Regions from separate parts of the Mus musculus genome. Here regions 2 and 3 are each linked to region 1. A link is a contact called in public HiChIP or PLAC-seq data. All regions are on one chromosome and are shown on one strand. The core of a region is the stretch at or near the end of the contact, and the rest is flanking DNA. Distances in the headings are between cores, read along the strand shown. Region 1 overlaps Msra (methionine sulfoxide reductase A). Region 2 overlaps Msra (methionine sulfoxide reductase A). Region 3 overlaps Msra (methionine sulfoxide reductase A).

What was found. HiChIP or PLAC-seq counts read pairs in DNA pulled down with a chosen protein or histone mark.
Region 2: a contact with region 1 is called in an H3K4me3 HiChIP or PLAC-seq map of the SCID.adh cell line, with 8 read pairs. The contact joins two enhancer-like sites. A contact is called at or near these places in 1 of 15 datasets of contacts at CTCF or cohesin (CD8 T cells), 11 of 484 Hi-C or Micro-C datasets (the HL-1 cell line, the N1E-115 cell line, bone marrow-derived macrophages and 7 more), 6 of 115 datasets of contacts at active chromatin or transcription factors (CD8 T cells, the SCID.adh cell line, bone marrow-derived macrophages and 3 more) and 3 of 9 other capture datasets (adipose tissue, macrophages and pancreatic islet).
Region 3: a contact with region 1 is called in an H3K4me3 HiChIP or PLAC-seq map of the SCID.adh cell line, with 9 read pairs. The contact joins two enhancer-like sites. A contact is called at or near these places in 3 of 484 Hi-C or Micro-C datasets (3T3-L1-derived adipocytes, Sertoli cells and extraembryonic endoderm stem cells), 7 of 115 datasets of contacts at active chromatin or transcription factors (CD8 T cells, the SCID.adh cell line, bone marrow-derived macrophages and 4 more) and 2 of 9 other capture datasets (adipose tissue and liver).

What each region holds. Positions count from the first base shown.
Region 1 is chr14:64,421,853-64,425,480 of GRCm38.p6, reverse strand. The region is part of intron 1 of Msra (methionine sulfoxide reductase A); the gene reads left to right. Among named protein-coding and RNA genes, the nearest start is that of Gm52130, 17 kb to the right of the region's middle. Within about 2 kb of position 1,765, at least 26 of the 459 cell types and tissues checked have an H3K27ac peak or open chromatin away from gene starts, as enhancers often do. A contact at or near this core is called in the SCID.adh cell line, where this site is marked.
Region 2 is chr14:64,308,530-64,312,157 of GRCm38.p6, reverse strand. The region is part of intron 2 of Msra (methionine sulfoxide reductase A); the gene reads left to right. Gm52131 (a long non-coding RNA gene) reads left to right here. Exons shown (of 2, transcript XR_003951179.1): 1 at 1-3,628. Among named protein-coding and RNA genes, the nearest start is that of Gm52131, 3.3 kb to the left of the region's middle. Within about 2 kb of position 2,072, at least 89 of the 459 cell types and tissues checked have an H3K27ac peak or open chromatin away from gene starts, as enhancers often do. A contact at or near this core is called in the SCID.adh cell line, where this site is marked.
Region 3 is chr14:64,345,549-64,349,176 of GRCm38.p6, reverse strand. The region is part of intron 1 of Msra (methionine sulfoxide reductase A); the gene reads left to right. Among named protein-coding and RNA genes, the nearest start is that of Gm52131, 34 kb to the right of the region's middle. Within about 2 kb of position 1,601, at least 9 of the 459 cell types and tissues checked have an H3K27ac peak or open chromatin away from gene starts, as enhancers often do. A contact at or near this core is called in the SCID.adh cell line, where this site is marked.

The sequences.
Region 1 (3,628 bases), core at 516-3,015:
GAGACGGGAGGTAGAAAGAGGAGGAGCTCACAGGCCAGCTAGCCTAACTCACTCAGGGAAGCTCCAAGCCAAAAAGAGAGCCCATCTCAAATAAAGGTGCCCTAGGAAATGTTATGGAGTATCTAACCGGAGAAGACCTCTCGGACATGGGTTTAAGCCAATGGAAAGTCTTTGTTAGCTCGGTGTTCAAGATCCCAGTGTAGCCCTGTGCCTTTCTCAGGGTGAGTTTTTAAGCACAAAAACTATATCCTGGGTTGACATACTTCAGTTAGCAGAAACAGCCAGAAGCAAAAGTTTATAAGCCAAAAATCAAGGTTGTGCATTCAGAGACACTTTTCCAGAACTATGGACTTTGATGAATTAGGTCTTTATTTTTGTTTTGGCAGGTGATGCTATCTATGTGCTGAGTTTTACGGTCTGAATGGAGCTTCTACTATGGAGTCAGTTGTTCTAAGGTGTAGGGTCTTGTTATAGAATGACACCTAAGACTGTCCTTTGACTTCTACGTGCATGTATACATGTACTCCCACATCAGAATCTCCCCACAAAGACACAAACATAGGCATGTGAACACATATCCAGCACACACAGACACAAACACACCCCTAGAATATATATACACATACATATATACAGCACACACACCCAGGACATATACACATACATACATACACACATACACACATACACACATACACACATACTCACACCCAGGATAAATACCACATACATCCAGCAAAACATATACATACATACACATACACACACAATCCAGAAACACACACATATCCAACAAAACACACACTCACAAACACATATACAGACACACACACACAGCATACAAATGATATATCTATTATGAGTTAGAAGTGTTATCAGGAAGATGGAAATGCTGAAGGAGGACTCTGGAGTAGAGCACGGTGCATGGTTAATGTTAGGCAAATTTAAGTTCTTGTTGGATTTTTTTTTTTTTTTTTTTGCCTGTTTTTACCATGGATTGGCCTCTCATTGGGTGTGAGAGCCACAGTGTGGCAAGGGTGAGGCATCAAATATCACTAAAGCACAGGGAGGAGATCACCTCTTCCCAACCATCTTTAGCCCTTCTGATTCCATCAGGATGAAGAAATCTGCCCACTGCTGGGCTGAGTTTAACCTTTTCTTCTATGCTTGCTCATCTTTCTGTAACAGAAGGCCTTGAGCTTACAGATAGATAACTTTCCATCTGGAAAATTTGATGACATCTTTGCTAGTGAATTTGTTACTTCTGGCAAATGATGTTGTATATTTAAAATAAACATTTCTTTAAAAATGAATCTATGGTACAAAAGAAGTGAGCTGAAGGATTTTTCTGTAAGTCATCATGATGGCTATTCCTGGTTGTTAACTTGGCTACATCTGGAATTAACTATAAACCCAAGTCACTGGGCGTACCTGTGAGGGAAGTTTAGTTAACTAGATCACTTGAGGTAGGAAGATCCACCTTAAATCTGCATCATTTGAAGTGAAAAGGGTCTCCCTACATTTGGACACCTCCTTGTGTCAGCCTTTATAAAAGGAAGAAACATCTCTCTGCCTGCTTGCTCTCGCTGGCAAGTCCATTCCTTCACTGGCGTTAGAGTCTACTTCTTTGGGTTTCTTACATATACTAAAGGCCAGCTGAGACACCCAGCCTTGTGGCCTGAACAACTGCTGGATTCTGTGGCTTTCTGTAGGGTTTCTCTTTCTGTCTGACAGTTGGAATCAAAAGGTTTCACAGCCACCAGGAAGTTATATGTAAATTTAGGGGCATGGCTTATTTTTGCACAGTCCAGGTGCTCCATATCCCATACTGTACGGAATGCAGAGTTCTGTCTAAACAGAAAGCTAGGATGAAAAACTCAGTAGTCACAGAGATTAGACGTTATGTAGCTAAGTGAGGTGTGGGCCAGGACTCAGGAAAGCTCGAGGAACTTCCAGGATGCTGTGCTTGGAGAGAGTGGGGTTTTCTGGGAAGAGAGGACATGGTATGCGAGAGATGCTGGCTGCCAAGAGTTTGACTTCATTAGTGCCTGGTAGTCAAGAGTAGGTGTTCTCTAAAGAGCTGGGCCTGGTGTGGATGGAGCTGGGGACGCTGGAGTCAGCTGGGACCAACCTAAGAGACTAAAGCAGCAACAGGAATGAGAGCTGCTGGGCGGATCTCTGGGGTAGATTCTAGAGGCTTATCTGGTGTTTGGTATGTTCTCTGTGCAACAGGCCAAAAGGGCCACCAGGGCTATTAAGTGACCAGTCAAAGCACATGTAGACATTGAAGATGGATGGAAAGTGCAAGATAGAGGCCACACAGAAAATGTAACCATGTGCTCGTGTTCAACCGTGGCTTTTAGCTCACTCCTCTGCTTGTGTCCGCTGACTCCAAACACACCCATAGCCACTCGTTCTTCCTTCTGACCTGACCCTGGCAACCATGAAGCTTTTCCCTCTGTCTACAGATTTGCTCATCACGGACTTTTCATGTAAGCAGAGCTGTATAATATGTGAACCTTCATTACTGGCTTTTTTGTTGTTGTTCAGCCTTATACCCACGTCTCACCCATTCTTTTTCATTGCTGAGTATTCTTCCACCATGTGTTTCCATCATACATGGTTAGCTTATAGCTGCTTGAGTTGTCCTTACCCCAGCTGATGTGAACAGTGCAGCTACAAACATCTGTGCCAAGTTTTTGTACAGATGAGCTTTAAAGTTCTCTTGAGGTGTTATCTAGAGTGGAAGGGCTGGCTCAAAAGAAACTCTGTTTAAATTTTTAAAGACTTAGTTTTTGTTTGTTTGCTTGTTTTTGTTTTTTTTAAAGTGTGTGTGTGTGTGTGTGTGTGCACATATGTGCATGTGCAGTGCCCATGGAAGCCAGAAGAGGTCATCTGAGCCCCCAGAGATGGAGTTATAGTTGGTTTTGAGCCACCCCCTGTGGATTCTGGAAACTGAACTCAGGTCCTTTGCAAGATCAATGAGTAGCCTCTCAGAGGCCAAGCCATCTCCCCAGGTACTTATTGTAGGATCTGAAGACTGAAAAACAGAACAAAACAAAAGCCCCCTCCACCCCTAACCCAGCCCATATTCTGAACCTGACCTTTATCAGATATATGATTTGTAAACATTTTCCTATTCTTTAGGTTATCATTTTGCTTCCATTACAGAGAGAAAAAAATCTTCTCCCCCCTCTTTATCCTCATTCTCTCTCCGTCCCCCACCTCCTCCTTTTCCCTTCTCTTTTGTTGGCTGGCTCTTTTGTAAGGACCATCACACTTCAGAAACCATCAGAATCAAAATTCCAGAGACACATACCCATGTTTTCCTTTAACATTCTGGGGTACATTTTGAATGACATATGGCACGACATTGGGGTCTGTCCGGCTTCACTCTTTCACTTGTGAAGATCCGGTTGTTCCAGTTGCATGTCTTACATGACCACTGTGTTTCCATTTCAGCTTTTCCTTGCAGCTTGTTTAAAGTCAGTTGACTATAGCTATGTAAATAACTCCTAGTTTATTCTCTGGACCTTCATGGCCACCGTATGTTAAGACCTTGGTCCCTGAGTTGTCATAACACGGTGGTGAGTTTTGAAATGAGAACTGTGAGGCCTACACATTAGTT
Region 2 (3,628 bases), core at 823-3,322, 110 kb after region 1:
CTGGAATGTCCCCAGAAGCTCAGCTGGTGGCACTGTGGGGAGAGGGGGAAGAGTGAAAGGAAGTTAAGTCATTGGGAGTGTGCCCTTGAAGCCACTATTGGGATCTTAGCCTGTCCTCCCCCATATCTGCTTACCAGCCACCATGAGATCATCAACTTTGCTGTACTATGGCCACCATGCCATGATCCTCTGCCTTACCACAGGTTTCAGATGATGAGCTGAACCATCATGGACTCAACCCATGAGCACTAACTTTTTTCTCAGGCATCTTTGACAGAGTGATGACTAATATCTTGTTGGGAGTGACAAGTGACACAGGTCTGTCTCAGCAGGCTGCTGTCCCCTGCAACGTAGTAGGAACTAACATTCACTGACCTCAGAGTTGAAAACATCAGGGCATGTGACTCTGTGCTGAGATTCCTTTTCTTTTCCATTCCTTATTGGTTTTCAGAGGTTTGCTACAACCCTACCAGAGTCTGACCTAGGGCAATACACCGCCCTCTCCATGCTTTAGCTTTCTGTTGAATGGATCTGGGGCCTCTCTAGGTCTGGGCCCTTTGTTCTACCTCCTCTCTACTCAAGACCTCAGACTCACCTGTCACCGGGAGCCTGGGAAGTGCACTGCAATTGGCCAACTGGCTGATAGGTGTGGTGTGAAAAAAAAAATGACTCCAAGTGTGGTAGCCATGCCTAGGATCCTGGCACTTGCATCAGGGTCAGAGGCAGCAGGGCTGCTATACATCTGAGTGCTCATTTGAAAAAAACAAACCACTGAACAAACAAAAGGAGACAGACCGCTTGCAGAATTCAAGTTCACAATATCTAAAGGGCAAAATTATACAGAACCCAAAATAGCATATGCCTGACATCTAAAAATTCTGTCTTTAGAAGTGCAGCTTGGCTCTCTCTGCTGCTTAAATGAAGTTCCCAATTTGGCTAAGTGTATGCAGTCATTGCACAATGGGGGTTCCAGAGCTTTCTGCTCCTTTCCTGTCACTTGTCCACCTGTCTATGGGAGAGGAGAGAACGGTTGGCGTGGGGAGGGCTCCTGTCATCTGGGTCACCTATAGCTACACGGAAAAGGCCAGATTGAGACAGCGCTTGACTTTCACCCTGCCAGCATTCAAGGGGCTGGTGGGCTAGCTAGGCAGTTGGCTCAGAGAGGTCATGTGACTTACTCAGGGTGGCCGGGCCTTTGGAGCAGGGTTTGAGCCAGAGACTACTTGGTTTGGAACTGACATCCTTTTTCTGATGTCACCTTTCTCTGCACTGCTTGAAGGAGCCTCACTAGGGCCCGATAGATTTAAAAAATGCCTTTCAGCCGGATCCACATACAAAAGCATGATTTCCAGCCAAGCCAATTTAGTAAATTGATTTGTAAACTCCTGTGTGTTCCCAGAGTGCTCTGAAGGACCCTTGAGATGCAGCTTTTGCTGGGAAAATGCAAAGACTCCTCCAGCTCTCCCCTACCCCCCTTCGATTTTAGTAGCAAATAATGCAGACAGCACTGGCTACATCTGCCTGCCTGTCAGTTACCCAGAGCAACAGTGGTACTTTTTACCTGTCCAAACTCCTCCTTCAGCCTTGGAGGTCTCAATACATTATGCCAAAACAGTGTCACCAACTGTAACTTCATCAAGTGACTGAAGAGTCCAATGTGCTGAGCGGAATGCCTGCATGGCAGCTTTATGGTTTGATCCAGTCTGCTGGTGACTGCGGAGCTGCAGTTAGCATTTAGATCGGCTTTGAGGGATCGAGGCCACACCGGTGTGAGAAAATACAGAGGTGTGTTGTGCCCAGCAATCAGAGACGGCTCCTTAAACGAAGTCCCTGGCATTCAGTCTCAGCAAGTTATTTTAAACTCAAGCTATTTTTTATTCTGCTTTTTGTTGTCTGTCAGTAACTATCTTTTCCCCAGGTCTTCTCCCGCTCCCTTCGTGGACTGGGCTGATGTTATGGGGAGGCCACAGCCTCAGGTCCCTGTTGCCCCTCAGGCTTGCTGCTAATGCTCACTCACAGGTTAGAGGCAGCTGACACTCTGCAAAAGTGAAAGCGAACATTTCGCAGTTACGCAATGCCTTTGTCTGTGCTGTCTGAGAGCGCCCTGTGGCCACCCTCCCTCTAATCTGCACAGTGTCCTGTGAAGTGGGCAGAGAAACAGAAGCATCTGGAGATGAAAGACTCAGCCAAGCTCCGAGCCTACTTTCTCCCTTCTGAGAACAACTTTGGCCAGATCTCCATGCCTGTCTCAGGAAGGTTTTTCTCCGCTCCCAATATCTTAATGAAAGTGACAGCTGGTGGCTGTGGGCCACTCTGTTCAGCAGAGCATTAGGCTATAGCCCCCAGGTCAGGGGAGTGTTGTCAGCTCAGAACAGCTACTCCTACTCTGGAAAATTCTCCACAGGCAAGAGGATCTATCAGAGGAAAAAAAAAAAAAGCTTACTAATGGAGAAGGCTGTGTGGTAAAGGAAGGACAAGAGATGCTGGTCATAACTAGAGTTGAAAGAGGAGTTATTTGACACTTTAGGGCTAGAGAGATGACTAGTGTTAAGAGCACAGTCCTCTTGCAGAGACCTGAGTTTGGTTCCCAGCACTCACGTTGGGTAGTTCACAAGCACTTGTAATTGCAGCCCAGGGAGATCTGATGCCCCCTGCTGGCTTCCTCATGTGCCTGCACTCATGCACACAGAGACTCACAAACAGGCACATATCCATACCCAGAATTTTTTTAAAGAACCTTTAAGATTTTAAAGTACAGTCTTTGAGCATCTATTTGCCACCCAAACCGTTACTTCCAAATCTGAAAGCTTGTCCTTGACAACAATGTCTAACTGCACATTGGTGTACACATGTAATGGCATGTAATATAGGGGCGTGAGATAGGAGGGTCACAAGTCCTATGCCAACCTGGGCTGTATAGTGAGAGAATGAGACTCTCATCTCAATTAAACTTTCCTTTTAAAGAAAAGGACTAGAACTTTAATGTTGATTGTTAGAAAGGGACAGCAGCTGCTGTCCCCTATTGTCTCTTAGGTTTCTAATGGCCTCATGGTAGATTTTTTGAGACAACCAGCTTCTGAGAGACCTATGATCTGTGTCAGGTTGTCTTGGGGGCCCTTCAACAAGGAGAACACATGCCAGTGTATCCTAAGACATCAGGGGACACGCTGATACCCTTGCCACCTGCTGACCTTGCCACCAGGGCCAGACCTCTGCAGGCCTTTCCCAAAGTAATATACAGAAAAACTGGTCACAGACGCATGGGGACCAGCAGCTGTCAGAGGCCTGATAATGTGCTCCACTCCTGGGGACACCTTTGTCACTTTGGAAGAATGAGTTCAGTGTCTCTATGAGGAACCCATCACGAGAACAGCACTCCCCTCCCCACCTGGAATTGTGACTTTTTTTTTCTTTAAACAGTCCTGGTTATTTGTTGGCCAGCTGAGAAAACAGACTTAGAAACAGCAGGCAATATGTCAGGCTTCAAAGGAAAATGTATTGGTGTCTCGCTGGCTTGCAGCCAACATTATGTTGGTAAATAATCAAATCCCGGTGCGGCGGGTTTCTCCCTGAACCTTGACTGAAAACTATTGAAGCTGGGTCTGGGAGGAGAAGAGTGGCAGCCACG
Region 3 (3,628 bases), core at 352-2,851, 76 kb after region 1:
GGCTCTTAAAGAGCCTACAGGTGTGTCTTTTTTAACCAGGTAAAGGCCAGGCAGAGATCTATCCTCACCATCCCTGCGCAGCATCCTGAAAGAGATGCTAGCAAGCACAATAAGGCAAGAAAGGGAATGAAACACAAAGGAATGAGGCACACACTGTCAGTATTTACAAGAGGCATGGTTATGTCTTAGTCCATGAAGGCTGCAAGAGCAGGCTGTCAGAGGTGCCTTAGAGAGAACTGAAAGGTAGTCCTCACCCTAAGTCCAGAATTGGGTACCATCTGATGGTGTCTGGGGAGATTCCTATTTCAGTCCATAGATGGCTGTCCTTTCATGTGTCCTCACGTGATTAAAGGGGCAGGTAGAACTATGAGGTAGTAGTTGTTGTTGTTGGGCTTTGTTGTTGTTGTTTTAAAGGAAGGGGAACATTGGACTGGTCAGTTTCATATCACTATGACCACATCTCTGACAGAACAACTTCAGGAAGGAAAGGCTCATTTTGTCTCATGATTTCAGAGGTGCTTCAGTCTACCATGGGGGAGGTAGGGCAGAGCACTCCATACTCAGCAGCAGGAGCATGAGGTGGCAGATTGCTCCCATGGCAACCCCCCTCCCATCCCCTCACCTCACAGCTATTTTCCTATACCTGTAACACTCTGCTAAAGGTGGGGGGCGGGAGCAAGTGCATGCACTGCCGCCTTCAATGAAGTATTTAGCCTCTTTGTGCTGTTGACCATTCCCCTGCCTGTCTGTCCTTATCTCTCTGAACTCCCAAACCCTAGAAAAACTGTGAAGGCTAACATTTTAAGAGTGTTAGCTCCATCTTAGACATTACATTAGGAAAATAACCCTTTAAGACAATTGAACACCTCCTCATGCTGCCTTGCATTTGTATCAGGGCCCTTAACAGATGTCCCCCTCTTCTAGTTGCTGTGAGAGGAAAAGGACTTTCTGTCTTTGCTGATGAGATACTAAGTAATGAACAAATTATTATTAGTGAATAGAACTGTAGGAAGGAATATACTTTTAAAGCTATCAACACCGCGGTTGCCCGGCCATCAAATTGCTGCACATTTGACAGCCTGGGCAGACACTGCAAACTACCAATACAGAAGCACCAGCTAATTACACAAGATGAGACTCTTGGAAAAGGCAAAATCATCAGCTCAACCATGTGAGAACACTGAGAATCATCTCTAAAGTGCCTCTGCAGTTTGTCTAGCTGGTGGTGGCGCGGGCCGAAGAGTCCGTCATTCTAACAGCTGCACAGTCCTGTTACCCACTGCTTGGATTTGCAATGCGGATCTATTGTGTAGACCTATGGAGGCCCTTCTTACGCAGTGTTATGGCTGCTCCTGTATTTCCCATCAAGAAAGAGGACACATTATCTCAGGTTCAAAGAATCCGAATTAAGAAATGGAAACAGAGGAACTTAAATTGTAAGACAGGGAATGTATAGTGTCACATGCAATTATAGGGAAAACAAAAATAATAGATAATGTCTGATAAATATCTTCCCAGTGGACAAGGGATACTCCACTGTGTTTGGGGTTTGAGGAATGAAAGTGCAGCAGAGGTGTGTTACCCTGTGTGGGGACAAAGACAGTGTGGGGGTTGGGCAGTAGAGCAGGAGTGTGTGTGTCACCCTGCTCAGGAGATGATGCTAGCTGATAAAGGAGTTCATGGCTTCTACAACCACCAAGCAGCACCTTGGAGAGGACCAGGAAGAGCTGATTGAGGTTGGAGGGACTTCCCTGAAGGGCATGGTTGTGAGACTTCTTTCTGGTGCTAATTCTGGAGGTCGGGCTGAAGATTCCAGCTATGGTAGCTGGAGAGATGAGGAAGGGAGGTGATGGATAAGATAAGGTGGACACTGGCTAGAGAACAGAGTATTAACTAAGGGCAGAGATGGGGAACTGTGCTGGTGGACAGCCAGTTGATGTAGAAGATGGACTTGAACTCAGGCTAAAGGTGGTGGGGGAATGGATCAACATGGAATGAGATGTGGAAACCAGAGATCAGTTCTCAAACAGAGGCCAAAGTTGTAGGAAAAATAGTCACTAAGCTGCAAGAGGCAGAGAACCTGTAGCTCACTTCCTCTTCCACAGATCTTTTCTTCATTTGTTGGTGTCTTAGTGTTCTGTTGCTGTGAAGAGACACCATGACCAAGACACCTCTTATAAAAGAAAGCATTTCACTGGGGCTGGCTTACAGTTTCAGAGGTTTAGTCCGTTATCATCATGGCAGGAAGCATGGTGGTGTGCAAGCAGACATTGTGCCGGAAAAGTAGCTAAGAGCTATCCATCTGGATCCACAGGCAGCAGGGAGAGAGACACTGGGCCTGGCCTGGGCTTCTGAACCCTCAAAGTGTACCCCTAGTGATACCCTTCCTCTAATACCACATCTCCTAATCTTTTAAAATAATGCTAGCCCCTGTTGACTAAGCATTGATATATATAATATATTTAAGTATATATGAGCTTATGGGGACTATTCTTATTTAAACCACCACAATTGGGCTCTACCTGTCAAGGACCTGTAGGTGTCGTTAGGAGTAGAGCATTTGCCAGGTATATGCAAGGCCCTAGGTTCAACTCCAACCTCTAGCACCAAAAATAAATGCTAAATCTTTATAAAAATAAGCCTGTGACATGCCAGGCTACAGTGCTGAAGAAAAAGCTGAGAGGATCTTGGGGAAGTTATATTGGTAAGTAGGGTGACTTACCAGTGCTACACCAGCTAGAAATGGCCACAGACAAGACGGGAAAAGTGAGATGACCTTCAAGCTGGGTCTTGAAGAATCTGAAAGGTGAAAGGTCAGGGGGTGGGACAGAAAGAAACTTCCAGATGGAAAGTGATAGCCAGTTTGGGGGGTTGCTTTTTTCTTTCCACAGCCATCGCTGTGAGCCTCTCTGCTCATAGTCTCTCAGTACGGCATGTTTTATTTTAAATCTTAATACTTCTGCTTACAATATGTGGTTCTTAAGCTCTTCAGAGAATAGACAGCTACATGGCAGGATGCCTCTGAGCCGGAGGCTGTGTGCCTGCCTGGGGTCTTTGTTCTTTGCTGTGTGAGTCCAAAGGTAGCCTCAGCAACATCACATAACCCAATCCTTGTGAAGTCAAGAGACTGTGATGGCAAAGAAGCTGAGGGGGTCAACTGAATATCAGGACACAGCCCAGACTCATGATGCTGCATGGTCCAGCTGGAGGTCATGTTAGCGCCTGATTCACTCTGTGCTGACAGGGGCCTTGTCTCTCTTTGAACCCCTGACCTTGAAAACTCAGTTTCCTTGGAATGCCTCCATCAAATGCCCCCAAAACTGAGACTTCAGCTGCTCTTCAGTCTCTCCCCACTACCCACAAGCGTATGCTGCCCCCTCCGTGGGCCCCATGCCCAGGAAGCTTCCCGGTTGTCTCTTTTCTGGGCTTGTAGCCAGGCTCCAGTTTTCAAGATGCCATGTTTTCCGGATCCTGCAGCCCCCCTTGTCACTGTTCCCCATGTCATTCCTGTGCTTTTTCCTGCAGTCATCTGTATCCCATGTCTGTCTTATGTTGAACATTTGCATCCGAGCATGCCTGCATTGCTAATTAAGTCACACGGCATCACTTGTGTGAGGCTGTGGAGGTA